Linked DNA regions of Oryctolagus cuniculus: region 1 is linked to region 2. Evidence: chromatin contacts called from public Micro-C data. All regions are on one chromosome and are shown on one strand. The core of a region is the stretch at or near the end of the contact, and the rest is flanking DNA. Distances in the headings are between cores, read along the strand shown.

Region 1 (2,700 bases), core at 171-2,670, 87 kb after region 2:
GGTTGTTGTGTAAACTCCTTTGAATCCATCACATTTTTCATGATTAAAAAAACCCTTTTTGTTTTAAAAGAACATGATGGGACTCCAAAGGAACATTATTTTTCTCCCTGATTATTATAAGAATGTGACCTGCATGTGATCCCGTATTCCAGCGCCTCGCTGTGCAGTGATGTTGAGAATGGCCTTGCTCTCCTGACACTTGGAAACTCAGTAAACGGCAGGCAGGTCTGAACGCATCCGCGGGGCCATCTGGTCAATCTCCATACTGTGCAGCGGAATTACCAGTTAATTAAAACCAGTCCAGGCAAAAGTGAACCCACTTGATCTGGAAACCCCATCCCTCCCTTTTCTTATGAAGAAATTACACACCCTTGTTACAGAATTAGCTTTAGACATCTGAAAATTCCTCGGCTTACACAGATTCTTCACTCACTGGGGCCTCGCTTCGAACAAGGTGATGATGCACGTTCCAGGTCGGCAAAGTTTGAGGGGACTAAGTCTAAACGGAGCTGCCTATCCGAAGCATCATGGCTCCCAAACAAGATGGACATTTCTGCCTTCCCAGACACAGCAGGTCAGAGGTGCTGTAGGGGGGTGTGCGTGAGGGGAGGGGACGCTGGCTACTGGCCTCCCTGGCTACAGAAGCGCTCAGTCATGTTAATGTGTGAATGCAGCATTCACCAACCTCTGGGTAAAACCTGCCCGCTGTGTGTTAATGCTCCTGTAAAGCAGGGAAACTCAAAGCCATGTTCCAATATAAATACTTTTTGATAAAGTAGAACAAGTGTTCTGTTTCTCACAGCCCTGCAATTGAACTGCACTTGGAATCAGGTTAACTGGAGCTAAATTTGATCATTGTGTGACCGGATTGGGCACATGCAACCTGGGGTATTGAATATCCTATTTTATGTTGTTTTTACTCTCAATTTCATCTGCTTATTTCCTTAGGGGCCATGGGGAAATAGTAGGCAGCAAAGTAATGAAATGTGGTAAATCTGGTTAAAGAGAAATATGACCAAAAATGCTGTGTTCATCTCAGCAGCCCCGTGTGTAGTGTAGCTCAATTTGGTCTATAAAATACTAAAGCTAGTTCTTGGCGGGGGGGGGGGGGTGCTGAATTTATTGCTGGGGGAAACAAAGAGCTTACTAAATTTTATAATATAGAAAAGTTCTTTGCTTTATAGATATGCCATAAAAATCTAGGCCCTCATCATTCACTGCCGTTTACCCGATTCCCTGGGCCTCAGTAAATAGGCAGAGGGCTCTGCCAGTCCCACGACTTCCTCACCTACCCGCCCACGGCACAGCCCGGGGAGACTGAAGCGATCTTTGATCATGGTAAGTGTTGAGGGCCAGTGCTGGTGGCTGAGAGAAGCTTAGCCTTGTTTCTCAAGGAGTTCTCAGCGCTGCGAGCTGGGGAGATTTCTGGGCACTGGCCCAAAGCAATTCAGAATGATTCTCTGGGGACGTAGAGGGGAGAACTTCCTTCCAATGCAGCTGGCTCCTTGAAGGCCGTATCAAATGCCCAAGTGCCGTGAACCACCCCCAAATCTCACTTGCCTCTGAGTGATAAGAGCACCCTCCCTAAAAGAAGCAGGTTTTCATGAGAATGGTGAAGGAGAGGGAAGATGGAGGACTACTGATTTGCAGACAGGTGTTTGAAGGAGTTGTACGTACACGGAGACCACGGACACACATGAAAATCGCCACATAAGCACGTTTCCTATCACTCCATGGAAACAGGGCCCCACTGCTGAGCAGAAGCTGCGCCACGGGCCAGCGGCTGAGTGAATTGCATGAGGTGAGCTGGCCTCTCGTGCTATTGGAGTCTTCCAAGGCTGCTGGGTAAGGGCAATGCCACGCAGCCCTCACAAGACAGGGCCTGGAGCCCAGCAGAGCCCTGGAGACATCAGGGTGATTGGAAGGTTGAAGTGCTATGAAAGGCAGGGTGTAGGGCCAGACTCGGGGCGCTCAGCCTGCACGAAGAGGTCAGGAGGAAGTAGTGGGGGTGGGAAAGAATCATGGGAGCTCCCGCGGAGGGCGGGGTTGTCTGTGTGCATTCCCAGCTGAGAACAGGGTGCCGGGTGTGCTGGCGATGAGATCCCCCAGACTGGCTGGGGGTCCCCCTCTGGCACTGAGGCTTCCAAGCTTCCTTCTGCTCTTCCACAGGGCGCCCGCGGGCGTGAACCCAATCTGATTCCCACAGATACTTTCTCATGATTCTCTTATTAAGCGGGTCCGGTACCTACTGAGCAATCTGGCTGTGGCGGCTGCTTCTTGGCCTTGTTTCTACACTGTCCGGTGGTATTCGTTAGTTATTGCAGTGTAACCAATTAACGCGGGCACTCGGTGGCTTCAAACAACCGTGAATGCTTATGTCTTGCAGTTTTTCTGGGTCAGGAATTTCACAGTGTCTTGGCTACAGAAGGAGATGACGCAGCCCACAGGTAGCAGAAGGCAAGATTCGTGGGATCTGAGTGATGCCCCCAAGACACTGAGCCAAAGCTGCTTCCGTCTCTCTCTCCTTCCCGCTGCAATTTGAATGCGGCTCCCCAGGCTTCTCTGGGTCCCTTATGCTTTGGGGGAGGGGGCGCTTCTCTCTTCACTCTTTCCATTCGTCAGGTTTTTGTTGTTGTTACTGCTGAAATGCCCAGGACACGCTATTTATGACGGTAGGAGGTTTATTTTGGCTTCTTGTTC
Region 2 (2,776 bases), core at 133-2,632:
ACAAGGTCGGCCGAGAGGCTGCTGTCTCATCCGTTTCCCACGGTGCTTACAGAGCAGGGGGTGGTGAGGGGCCTTGCTCTGCCGCTGCTTCTCTGTTCCAGCAGCTTCGTCATCAGGTCCCCTCCGCCCTGGAGCGGGCCCATCCGAAGGCAAGCATGTCTCTCACCCAAGCTCCCGGCCTCCATCTGCGGCCCAATTTCTCTTGCACTACTTACGAGAATCATCCCTCACGGCCGACGCTGTCCATACCGCCCGTTTCTGCCTGTCCTCCTCCACTGCTCGCCCACGCCGCTCCTCCCAGAGTTACAGCTGCAGGTGCTGTAACACCGACACTCAACAGCCGTATGGCTCCTTCCCTCCTGAACCAGCTCTTTCCTCTTTGCCTCCCAGGACTCGCCCGACCTGCTCATCCCACTCACCGGTTTATCCTCCAGCCCTCGGGCTCTGTGTGCGTGGCCACAGCACAGGCCTGGGACTGCTGTTTCTGCTTACTCTCACTCCCCCCACTGCATCCACGCTCGTGGCTGTAAATGGCTCCTTTGTGACGATGACTCCCGACATCTGTATCCCCAGCTCCGGCCTGCACTCCTGACCTGCTTGCTGTCTCCAGGATAATTAATAAGCGTCTGATAATCAATGGGCACAATAATTAGAAAATACTCTGAGATGCACTACAGCAAATGCACAACATGCCAAAACTTAGGGATGCAGCAGGTGTAGGGCTGGGTCAAGACTGTGGTCAACAGTAGCACAAGGAGGTATTCGAGTGGCAGAACTATTCTACATGCTGATTATGATGGGGTTATACAGATTAATACTGGTGTCCTAGTTCATAGCACACACACACAAGTCAGTCCTATGTTTGCTGATTTTAAAAGAAAACTATGGGGAGGGCACTGTGCCTGGCACTGAAGACACTGATTAGGTTGCCCTCATTCCGTATCAGAGTCCTAGGTTTGATTCCTGGCTCCGGCTCCTGGCATCACTCAGGGGCTTGGCCCCCTGCCACTCACAAGAAAGACCTGGTGAATTCCTGGCTGTTGGCTGTGGGCATTTGGGAAGTGAACCAGAGGGTGGGAGCTCTCTCTGTGTGTCTGTGTCTTTCTGCCTTTCAAATAAACATCTTAAAAAGCACACAGAAGCTAAGATCGGTTAGAAATTGTACAGTTGATGATTATCAAGCACTTTGGAATAAAAGAGTAGGCAAGACCCTCATGACGGGGTCTTCAAATCTCCCAATATCTGTTGTACCTGTGCTTCAACTGTAAAAATGAAATACTGGATTTAGTTACAGGAAGCAGGAACAAGACAAGGATGCCTACCACTACTGCGGTTCCTTCTAAACAACTCTGTCCTGGAGGTCCCAAAACAGTTAAAGACGCAGGGTTGGGAGGAGGAAATAGGCAGGCGGGAGATTGACAAGTAGGCGATAGATCACAATTCCCGCCTCCCTCGGTGCGGATGTTCTGGTCTGAGGCTGGCTTGTGTCAGAGAGGAGAGACTGTGAGTGGACACTAACATTCTAATGTTAAACTCCCTAGGAAAGAGGCTGCTGTTTAGCACTAAGCTGTGAACTTGCAACTAAGCTGTGAAATTGCCAAAAATGTCAGGAGCTAGGAGTATGGAAAATACTAGATGTTATTAAAAAAAAAAATCTGCTTCTGATTGTATCATGATGAGACAAGCCATTTCAACATGTCAGGGAGAGGCTCACCCTCTGATACAAAGAGCCGCTGGAGGCGGGGAACTGCCTGCCCCGCCCTGTTCCTCACATCCACACCAGCACAGTGGCTGAGCAGCAGGAAATGCAGGCAGCCTCCCAGCCCAAGCAAACAGAGCCGACACCTCTGGAATTTACAATGCACTGACGTGAAGGGGCACGCAAGGCTTGTGGGCAGCCTAGCAGGAGTCCCACTAAGACTGGGACCTGCAAAGGAACAAGGATAATGCGTTTGGCAGGAGGAGTGAAAGAGGGGAACCGTGGCAGGATAGAAGGAAGAGTGAGGCTGCAAAGGGAGACCCCGGACGCGGGGAGGGAGCTAGATAGCAGCGTGTTCATTGGTCTGTGCAGGGGCAAGGCAACTTCACTTGGCCAGAGCTGCCCCACTGCTGCGTCGACTGGAATTGTGTAGGGTTTTCTTCCTGAGTAACCAGGTACCTTGGCAAGCATGTAGAATGCAGCTTTGTGTCTTTGTCAAAAGCCATGACTGAGACCGAACTCCTACAACGTAAAGGCAGGACCTGGCCTCTTGTCTGTCTCCCTTAGCCCAAGGTGTCCTTGCCTGTCCTGTATCAAAAGGAATTCACTGACTTGGGGGAATGATGCAGCTGGCCCGACAGGGTGCTCATCACCGGACTCAAGGAGTCACTTGCTTCTCCAATAGATAAGAACCTTGGAAGCCAGTGTTGTCCGGAGGGCTTTGTTTAGGAGACTTCCAGGTCTGGGACCAAAGGTAACACCCACTTACTTGACTCCCTTCTCTCCCCTGACCTTGACCAACTGAAGCCCACCTGGCCATCATAAGTTCCCTACAGGGTGTGGCATCACTGACCGATCAGTGGGAGGTCAGGAGCACCCCTGGACATGAGCTGATCGCACGTCTCAGCCCCAGAGCCTTCACCCTTAACTCCTCGGGGACCCCGAGCCATAGCTGCCTGGCTCTGTGCTCTGTGCTTTGCAATAACACCGACTGCCTTCCACCCCCAGGTACGTGAGTTGCTTTCTGCAGAGTGAGTGGACACTGGTTTGGGGGTTCTGCCTCCAACTAGTCTGGGG

The links. A called contact is a pair of places that touch in the nucleus more often than the background predicts.
Region 1: a Micro-C map of ear pinna shows a contact between it and region 2, with 3 times the contacts expected there. The contact joins two enhancer-like sites. A contact is called at or near these places in 6 of 6 Hi-C or Micro-C datasets (ear pinna, embryonic fibroblasts, liver and 3 more).

What each region holds. Positions count from the first base shown.
Region 1 is chr10:4,388,806-4,391,505 of mOryCun1.1, forward strand. No RefSeq gene overlaps it. Among named protein-coding and RNA genes, the nearest start is that of C10H18orf63, 61 kb to the right of the region's middle. Within about 2 kb of position 1,421, at least 2 of the 8 cell types and tissues checked have an H3K27ac peak or open chromatin away from gene starts, as enhancers often do. A contact at or near this core is called in ear pinna, where this site is marked.
Region 2 is chr10:4,302,044-4,304,819 of mOryCun1.1, forward strand. No RefSeq gene overlaps it. Among named protein-coding and RNA genes, the nearest start is that of DIPK1C, 16 kb to the right of the region's middle. Within about 2 kb of position 1,383, at least 1 of the 8 cell types and tissues checked has an H3K27ac peak or open chromatin away from gene starts, as enhancers often do. A contact at or near this core is called in ear pinna, where this site is marked.